Linked DNA regions of Xenopus tropicalis: region 2 is linked to region 1. A link is a contact called in public Hi-C data. All regions are on one chromosome and are shown on one strand. Each heading gives the region's core, a stretch centred on a gene start, on an enhancer-like site or on the middle of the called end of the contact. The rest is flanking DNA. Distances are from core to core; before and after follow the strand shown.

Region 1 (5,147 bases), core at 161-2,660:
TCGGATTACATTTGTGGTTATGGGGCAGTCGGTTCGGGGACCGCATCAATGAGCCGATGTGGTCCCCAATCCGACCGGATTTTCTAACCTGGCCGATCGAGATCTGGCCAATTTCAGGCCAGATATCGGTTGGCCAGGCAGCTCTGTTCTGCCCATACACGGGCCGATTAGCTGCCGAATCGGTCCAAGGGACCAAGAGTCTAACCTGCAGATAACTTCACCTCACTCACGGGGTCCCTGACTTATGATCACTAGATGGATTGGCTTCCTCTGGGGTACAGGCTTCTGGGCCTAGTTGAGATCCCAGGCTCAATGTGCAAACTTCTGTTGGTGATAGAAATGCCAAAGAGGAAGTACCCACACCCTGCATTACACTATATTGAAGCTTACAGGAAGTGGTCACCCCAGCTAAGGGCCAATAAATGAATAGATGCAAAAGTTGAAACATTACATTCTGCTCAGTAACAGCAGATAATAAAGTGTACGGCTAAGACCATAGGGAGCTTTAACCCTATGGGTCCCTACACAAATTTAGGTTGGTAAAGTTCTACTAGCATCCCCCAATATGAGACATGTCTATCAGTGTGGCTACTTGCCCTTTACAAACCAATGCACCCAACAAATTTAACTTGCCCTCACAAACAGGGCTTGTTTGCCCATATATTACGGTATGTTTAAGGTGCCCAAGTAACACCGTCATCTCTGGCCTCTTCTACACTCATTTACATTTGATTAATACAGAATTCCAATATAATGTTAGTATGCTTTTTATAAAATTATTTGTTTTAGGTTTTTGGGGGTCAGCATAATGCTAGGTGCATATAGTACACATAAAATCTCCTAAATTTAGCAAAGATTTTCTGATTGATAGTTTGGCATAAAAACATGTTACCCAGATAGTTACTTTCCAAAAACATCCGGTGGGGTTACCCTGTTGACATGGGGCGTTTGGCCATGAACTATGCCAGTCTCCAGTTTCATGATTTAAAAGTGTATTTATTTATTTTGGGAGTGGGTTTTTGAGTCACTGGGGAGACATAAGGCGTTTCAAATTGGGCTAAATACAGTTATTGACAGCACCACTTGCTCAAGACAATAACTTAAATTAATCTCCTCAAGACAAATGTACTCCCAGCCCTTCAGGTCCGCCTGAACTCAAACTTTTCATTTAGCCCCACCCCTTCCCACGTCCTACGTTCTCTTCTAAGCTTAGTCACCAATATACATTCCCTGCGCCATGTTTACTAAGGGCGCCTAAACATACATCCCCCTGGTTTTTTACTCACTGATTCGATTCGTTCCCCCAACTTTTACCCCCGAGCATTGCCATCTGCAGTGAAACACAGCAAGGCGAAGTACAATTTATTCTGATTGTTGCTGCAATCTCATCCCACAGCGACCCTTAGACAAAATGGCCGCCGCTGCGCTGGCAGGGCAAGCTCATTTCCAGGAAAGGGGCGGAAGAGGAAGTGGCGTTGGGGGACAGAGCTTTTTAGAAAGAAAGAGCCGGTATTCGTGAGTATCTTGTGTTGTTTTTATTTTGCCTTTTGAATGGCCACAAGGAGAGAGGATGGAGAGTGAAATAGAATAATTTGCGCATTCTCTGTTATCTGGCTTTATACTGAGCTTGTGCTTTTGTACCTAATGTGCTTAGATAGGCACACCTCTAGTGCAGCCTGCTTGTTGCACTGCATGGGGCAAGAATGGTGATATGTAGGGCTGCTTGTAGGGTTCAGCAGGGAGGGCAGTTGCCAAGGGTTCCCTACATGATAACAGGGGCCCTTTACATGGTAGAAGGAAAACAGATACACATGCAAAGCAAATATTTTAGAAGGTTGTCAGGTGGGTTGTAGTATGTTCAGCACATGCCCTACTGCTTGCACTCATGTTGAACAAGAGGGTATACTGCCTCTTTAATGGCTCATACAGTGGTGATTTTCAATTGATTCAATTGAAACTGGGATATACTTGAGTCAGCTGGATCCAGGGCCGCCGCTCCCTATAAGCAGAGTACTTAGTCTGCATAGGGCACCAACTCCCAGGGGGGCACCATCCCAGCTGCTCCAAAAAAAAACCAAAACATTTTTATATATTATAACATACCCCCCAACACTGTCTCGCCAGTTTTTATAGCGCATCCCGCTGTCCCGGATAGTTCAATCAATCTATGGGGGCTCTTGGGGGCACTTACTAGGGGGGCATTGTCTATGGGGGCAATTGGGGGCACTGTGTGTGGGGCCCCTATAGTAGCTGTTTTTTTTTTTATTTTATTTTTACTTCCGTAATATTTGGGGGAGGGGGCACAAAAGTAAATTTCTGCTTAGGGCACCCATTTGGCCAGCAGCGGCCCTGGCTGGATCACAGGCAGCCCATGCGTTGGCTCGCAGGCAGCCCATGCGTTGGCTCGCAGGCAGCCCATGCGTTGACTCGCAGGCAGCCCATGCGTTGAATCACAACTTGTTCTGCATTTTCTGTTTGATATCCACTGCTATGTTGGACCAATTGACTGATTTGCTCAAACTCTGATCTAATGGTCTGAATTGTATGGTACAACTAAACCTCACATTTGACTGCAGGTCAGTGACCAAAGCTATAGGCATAACCTGCTGTCATCCTACTGGGCTGATCAAAACCTCCATTGTGCTAGAGACCTGTATATAAATAACTAGTTAGGTCATTGCACCCCTGTATTCTGCTGTTTCTTATTAGGTGGCCACTTTGGGTTTGCCTATTAAAAAGGGAGACATCAGATCAACCAAACTTTCCAAATGTAGGCTTGTGGGCTTGTATATATCTATCAGCATAGCCGAGGACTTAAAGGGTTGGTTTACCTTCAAGTTAACTTTTAGTATGTTATAGAATGACTTATTCCTAGCTACTTTGCAGTTGGTTTCCATTATTTATAGTTTTTTAATTATTTGCCTTCCTCATCTGCCTCATTTTAGCTTTCAAATGGGGGGCACTGGCCCCGGCAATCAAAAACTATTACCCTGTAACCCAACAATTTTATTGTTATCTTTTATTATCTTTCTATGCAGGTCCTCTCCTATTCATATTCCTGACTCTCATTCAACCAACTTGCTGGTTGCTAGGATAAATAAGACCTGTTAATATCTGTTGAAGTACCAAACTGGAGAGCCGCTGAACAAAAAGCTAAATAACTTAAAAACCAAAAAAGAAAAAATTGAAAACCATTTGCAAATTGTCTTAGAATGACAATTGTTACATCATGGTAAAGGTAAATTAAAAGGCCAAATGTTAGGCACCCCCCAGTGATTGTAATCACTTACCTCATACCTTGGGCTGGTGCGTCTGGGGTACCTGATCGTGAGCGATCCTCTTCCTTCTATCTTCTTTCTTCACAATCATGGGCCGGTACACATGCAGTAGCGTGAAAAAAACGGTTGTTTGTTAAAGTTCAGCTTTTTACTCTACTGCACATGTGCAACCGGAGGGAAGGAGGAAGAGGATCACTCCCTCGCATGTTTCCCAGTCTGGTGCAGTTTTCTGCTTATAGGAGCACGAGCCTGGAGTATCAGGTAAGTAATTACAATCACTGGGTAACTGAACCAGAGACTTTTTTGTAAGGCATAATCATTTTAATATAACCTGGTGCTCAGATATATAGTGTATCATGTCACCGGCTCATTGCACTGAAAATGTTGGAAAGCACTAGTAAGGAATAAGATAGTCACTGAAATGTGTGCATGGGCCTCGTTGTCTCAGCCAGAACTCTGCCACACAAAATTCACAGAGATTGATTCATTGTTAACATTTATGTCCACTGACGAGCTGAGGGGTAGATAACTTGGCAGGGGCTTGTCTGCTCAGCCACAAGAAGGAGTGGCATTGCTTACCGGAAAATGTCACAGATGGTTTGCTGACATTAACATGGCCATGCACAGGCCAACAAAAGCTTATGTGCCGGTGTGTGGCCCCTGCTGAAGGCATGTCCAACTAATACCTGGAATATGCATTCAGCATTACACTGTACATAACAGAATACATTAGCCATTTTGCAAATTGATTAGAGAAAACCACACATTTTGTAATCACTGTTGTACCTTTATATTACCTATATGTATTGTGCCATTTAGCCTATAGCCAGCAGTGTTATTGGTATTGCAGTTTTTCTGTATTATCAGGTGCACATCACTGGTGAATAAGCCCCGACAGTTGATTTTCTTGACTGAAGCTCATTTGTGTGGGTAAAGGCTCAAGGCTTAAAGCACCAGCCACCTTTCTGAGGGCTTATAATGCTGCTATGTTTCCCTTTTGAACTTTTAAAAAAGTGCATAACTAAAAAGAAATTTGCCAAACTGTGTGTATTCAGCTGCCAATCTTTCTGCGGCTTTAGGGCAAATAAAGGGGTGGTCGTCGGGTGATTCATGTCCTACATTTTTAAGTAGCCTAAAAATGCAGCACTGAAGCGACCAAAAAGCCTCTATAGCCTTGTGTATGAATCAGCTGCGGGAGCTTGTTGACTATAGTTGCTTGAAGAAGCAGACAGCCATGATTCCAGCATGTGTTATACCCAAGCGCTTGCAGGCAATTCACATGCAAGTCAGTATGGGCACTTTAGTGTGTTTCTGCATTTCTAAATTCAAATCGGCACTAATCACCCCATCGCACCTTTCAGAATTACCCTCTAATGGTAATGGTGACAAAATGTGTGACTGTCTTCTGTTGGCTGCTGTGATGGGCATGTGGAATCACCTTTAGTATGGCACAACTGTCACTATGGTGCAAGTATGCCCTCCTCCATTAAATTCCAGATTGCACATACTTAGTGCTTCTACTTCTTAGTAATGGTAACCACTAGAAATATAGCCAGTGAAACTGTGCCACTATAGCTTTTGTTTCTGTTTCCTGCAGGAACCGGCTCAATGATGGAAACAGCCATGATTCTCCTTGGCTTGTGCCTGTGTATCTCCAGTGTCTCTGCAGATTCCAAAGCTGTTACAACGTCCCTCACCGCAAAGTGGGCATCTACTCCTTTACTGCTGGAAGCCAGGTAGGAACTGCCTTTTAATATTGGGTAGACTATTTTAACTACAGCTAGCTTGTACCATTCATCGTTTGGGGACCACATTGTGCATATATATCCAAGTCAGTAAAAATGCAAGTTATAATGATGCTGTTCTGAG
Region 2 (5,245 bases), core at 1,855-4,354, 160 kb before region 1:
CGGATTCTGTACGAATTTTTCGTTACCAATACGATTTTTGCGTAAAAACGCGAGTTTTTCGTATCCATTACGAAAGTTGCGTAAAAAGTTGCGCATTTTTCGTAGCGTTAAAACTTACGCGAAGAGTTGCGCATTTTTCGTAGCGTTAAAACTATTTATTGGGCCTGTGTAGGGGGTTGTTTGGGCCTCTTTCGCAAAACATACGAAAAAATCGCAAAGTACCGATCATTACGAAAAAAACGCAATCGGACTCCATTCGACCCGTTCGTGGGTAAGTAAATCAGCCCCTTAGTGTACATTCATATTTTGAAAAGTATTTTTTTAGTGTCACTGTCACTATAATAAATGTTGGCAGTTTGCATAATTATGTCCATTTTTGCATGACCGCCCTATGGTTATGGCTAAAAATGAGCCCTAATCTCCCTAGGAGGACATATTTTATTTTAACATAAAGGTCCCTGGGTGAGGCAAAAAAAACTGCACAGAGACCAGGGCCAGAACTAGAGGTTGGCAGAAGAGGCACCTGTCTAGGGCATACCCCCCAACTGTCCCGCTTTAAGCGGGACAGTCCCGCTTTCTATAGCTCATCCCGCTGTTCCGGATAGTTCCCTGAATGTCCCGCATTTTCGTAATAGATTACGGAAATGCAGGACATTCATAGAAGGATCCGTGACAACGGGATGAGAGGGCTTAAGCTGAGCGCTCCGACTCCTTCCGCTGCTTCTCTCCTGTGGCTCCTTCGCCGGCGGTCCCTTGCCCTTTTATAAGGTTGCGCCTGTGCGTAATGACGTCACACGTACACACGGGGCGCAACCTTATAAAAGGGCCAGGGACCGCTGGCGAAGGAGCCACAGGAGAGAAGCAGCGGAAGGAGTCGGAGCGCGTATGGGGGCTCTGTGTTTGGGGGCCTCTGTGTATGGGGGGCTCTGTGTATGGGGTGCTCTGTGTATGGGGGGCCTCTGTGTATGGGGGGCTCTGTGTTTGGGGGGCACTGTGTTTGGGGGGCACTGTGTTTGGGGGGGCACTATGTATGGGGGGCACTGTGTATGGGGGGGCTCTGTGTATAAAGGGTACTGTATATAAAGGGTACTGTGTATGGGGGGTACTGTATATGGGGGGGCTCTGTGTATGAAGGGCACTGTGTATGGGGGGGCTCTGTGTATAAAGGGTACTGTATATAAAGGGTACTGTGTATGGGGGGTACTGTATATGGGGGGGCTCTGTGTATGAAGGGCACTGTGTATGGGGGGGCTCTGTGGGCTTCCTTAGTAGTACAGTATGAGGGTATAGCACATTTGCATCTGATCCCGCCATTTCAACTATATAAAAGGAGTATTTTTAGAAAAAAATGGGGTGTGTTAATTGGGGCGTGGTCACAAAAGTGGGCGTGGCCAAAAATTGCCGCGCTGCACGCCCCAAATCTTTTTGTCCCTCTTTTTGTTTTTCAAATGTTGGGAGGTATGGTCTAGGGCACAACAGTGAGAGGGCGCTAGGCAAGTACCTCTGTGACAACCCCTAGTCTGGGACCTCTTACCTGGCCCGGTGACTGTGCGCCGTGCTCCCCCCTATACAGCGTCCCTGCGTGTGTGTGCGTTCCTTCGTGCACGCGTATGGGGGGGTGGGTTGAAGTGATGAGGTTGAGGTGGCCAGTCGGATCAGCTAGGGGGTCTGCCTCTGACCGAGATTTTGCGTATGCCTTTTCAACAGCGATTCACTTTATTGCCCATGGGAAGGCATTTCGGGGAGATCAGTTGCCCGCAGTAGCTGATATTTAACCTTGGGAGACTAATCTCCCCATGGGCCATAAACCTTAGAGACTGAAGCTAGTGAGATTTGGAGCCAGCTATAGGCAGTGGGATGAAATGATCAGTAGGTGGCGCTGTTGTTTCTCATTCATTTATTAGCAGTTTACAAATTGCTCATATCTTGAAAACTTGAATAATAATAATGAATTTAAATTGTAAAAGTGTTGATTAGAGCAAGCTGGGCAAATTGCATCAATTTGTTTTCAGTGTCTATATTTCCTTTAATGATTGCTGAGAACTATCTTAGACTGTAAGCTCTACTGGGCAAGTTTACCTCCTTCCTCCTGTCTCTTTACTAGTTATTAACATTGGACACAAACCGCCGGTAATGTTGCCCATAACAACCAATCAGATCTTTGCTTTTGTTTTCTAACTTGTAGGTGACTGTTGAAATCTAATTGCTGATTGGTTGCTATGGGCAACATCACCAGTATTGTTTGTCTCCAGTATTAATAAATAGGTTATTCTTTGGGTAATTAGGGTTGACACCTGTCCGATTTTGACCGGGAGATGTAGATGGTTTGCGCCATGTTGGCGTGACACGCCCCACCACTCGCCTCCCCTTTGTCAAGGTTTATAACCCAACAAAGATGGCAACCCTATGTGCAGTTGTACTTTGCCTTTATTATTGTATTAACCCCAATGCAATCTATTATTAATAATGAGACACTGGAAAACCCAGGCAAACCCAGGAAAGAAGAACTCCCCAACATTTTCTGATGAGATTTCACTTTACAGCATTGATGAGAATCAGATTTTGTAGCTGACAAAAAGGCCTCAGGGACCAGAAGGCCGGACCTTAACCTGAGAGAAGTAACTATAAAGGCCCAGACTGGCTCTATAACTATAAAGGCCCAGACTGGCTCTATAACTATAAAGGCCCAGACTGGCTCTATAACTATAAAGGCCCAGACTGGCTCTATAACTATAAAGGCCCAGACTGGCTCTATAACTATAAAGGCCCAGACTGGCTCTATAACTCCCACACAATGAAGCCTTCTCTTCACCAAGAAGCCTATGTCCCATTTCATTCGTGTTTGTGACATACAAGGAAGTTATTCGCGTTACTAGCGCCTTTCAGGTACTGAAACAGTTAACTGGAACCCATAACCCGACCCAACAACAACAACAACAACACGTGGTCGGCGTGACGTAGCCTGACAGGCCGTCATGTTTTTGTTCTTTATCCAATCGCAGGCAGGCATAGCAGGTTCGTTTGGGCGGGGACCTCCTTATTGTAGCCAATCACGGAGCGCCGAGGGCGGGTTGCTGGGGGTTTCACCGTAACCACAATAAAGCGAAAAGAGACAGCTGCTTCCGCTAACGGGATCCGACCTGCTCCGATGTAGCGAGAGGGAAAGAGACAGGTTTGTGTGAGCTTCCGCCTCGTTTGTTGGGTAGGACTCCCGGGGCCCAGACAGCTGCTGGCGGCCTACAGTGAAAGTTGCAGAGCAGCAACAGGTTCCAGAGGAGCTTTCCCTATGTACTGTGGGGCTTGTTCTCTAACACTGAACTCATTCGCAGCCGGACAGTAACCCATCACTGTATTTTGTACATGAAGCTACACAGTAACTGGCTGCTTTGGTTTACTGCACTGCTGCAAATGTGCCCTGTGTTACCTCTCTCCACCCTGCAGTTTGCCCTGGGGCAGGGAGGGTAGGGTTATACACCCAGGTATAACGGCATGGCAATATAGATATATAGTCACTTTCAGTCTTGTATATAATATATATCACCTTTTCTTCCTACTCAACAACATAATACCAAGGGGTTATGTAATACATGGGGCAAAGTTTGTTCTAGGCTGAGTCACCTTTAGCAACCAATCAGCAGTGAGCATTTTCTGGTCACCTGTCCTAAAGCAAAGGCTTCTATGGGTTACTGCAGATCAGCAGAACTTGAGCACTTTATTACATTCCCATAAACCCCCATAAGTAATAGAAGGCACTAAGGAGCAGTAACACTTAGCAACCAGTAAGATGTAAACAGGTGACCTGTAAATGCTACCTGCTGATTGGCTGCTATGGGTCACTGCTCCTGGGCAACTGTAGTGCCTTTTATTACCTCAAAAGTGTTTATACATGGACATTTTGGGTTGGGGGCTTGGGTATCGAGTAGCTGCTGTTACTCAACAGATATACCTAAAGGAGTCCATAGTTCCCGTAGCCAGATGCACTTGTTGGGTGCGCCACTAATCAAATAAGGAAATTGATACACTTCCAACTGGCTGTTAATCAGTGACTTTCACTTCTCAAGGCAGGGGCATGAATTGCAGTGTTTATTTTTAAGGAGCCTCGTAAGGTCCCTTATTGTTTGTAGGTACCAAGGCATCCTGCAGGCTCAATAAGCAAACCCTTGCCTTGGAAAATTATAGGGGTGCTAGTACTTCTTCTAAGAACTTACTCATTGTGCACCAAATCTTTTTGATAGAGGCGACATTCAAGTATACATACAGTATGTACCTATGACATTTCTGCATTTTACATGTGTGCCGGCCCTCAGGGACCTCATAAGGTCCCTTAATCTTTGTAGGCATCAGGGCACCCACTAAGCTATAGAGCTGAAGGGCTTGTCATCACCCAGATGCACCATCAGACCCACATTAAGGCAAATGCCCCTTGGAGAGATTAGTCGCTAACGATAAATCTCTGCTACCGCAGGTGAATAATCTCTCGGAAATACCTTTCCACCGGCAACAAAGTGAATCGCCGCAAAGGCAAATGCATAGCTTTGTCTTTCCGAAGTTGTGCAAAAGTTTTCTCCTGCAGGAGACTTTGTGCGACTGTAAAACGAAGCAATGCATATGCGTTTCTACTGGAATTCATTTTGTTGCTGGTGAAAAGGCATTTTGGAGAGATTAATCACCCAGTGTCAGGGCCGCCATCATGGGGGGGAGAGGGGGTAGTGTTGTGCCGAGTCCCATGAAAGCTTCCTCCATTAGGGGGCCCAGTTGTGCCACGAAAGCTACGCAAATTGCTTAAGTTACATATAAAGTTATGCCAAAACGTACGCAATTTAGGTATCTCCTGCAAAAACTACCTAGAAAACTGATGGCGGTCCTGATTTATCGTGGGTGACTAATCTCTCTGTGAGGCATTAGCCTAAAACTTAATATCAGTAGATTTGTACAATATACAACCTGTATGATCAATATGTAGCTAGGAAGGTGCTACTTTAGGGTAAGGCCCCAATGAGGCGCATTGTCTACCTGAGTATAGGTGCAGGCTGACAATCCGCCCAAACATTTAAAAAAACTTCTTGTTGTGCCTGCACCCAGAAGCATTGTATCCGCTTGGGTGCAGGCACACTCGGCCAATATCTGCCAATAACTGTGAGACTTGGCATGTATTTTAATGTTGCATCTGTTCCATTTTGCAGAATTAAAGCCATGCCATTCCTGGGTCAGGACTGGCGCTCTCCAGGCTGGAGCTGGATGAAAA

The links. Hi-C and Micro-C count contacts between places; a contact is called where the count stands out from the background.
Region 2: a contact with region 1 is called in a Hi-C map of neurula embryo, with 4 times the contacts expected there. The contact joins the promoter of fbxo25 here to the promoter of uggt1 in region 1. A contact is called at or near these places in 4 of 5 Hi-C or Micro-C datasets (gastrula embryo, liver, neurula embryo and 1 more).

The regions. Positions count from the first base shown.
Region 1 is chr5:133,321,301-133,326,447 of UCB_Xtro_10.0, reverse strand. uggt1 (UDP-glucose:glycoprotein glucosyltransferase 1) reads left to right here and starts at 1,410. Exons shown (of 41, transcript XM_002936298.5): 1 at 1,410-1,515; 2 at 4,876-5,014. The coding sequence starts at 4,887.
Region 2 is chr5:133,482,139-133,487,383 of UCB_Xtro_10.0, reverse strand. fbxo25 (F-box protein 25) reads left to right here and starts at 3,104. Exons shown (of 10, transcript NM_001030531.1): 1 at 3,104-3,172; 2 at 5,184-5,245. The coding sequence starts at 5,194.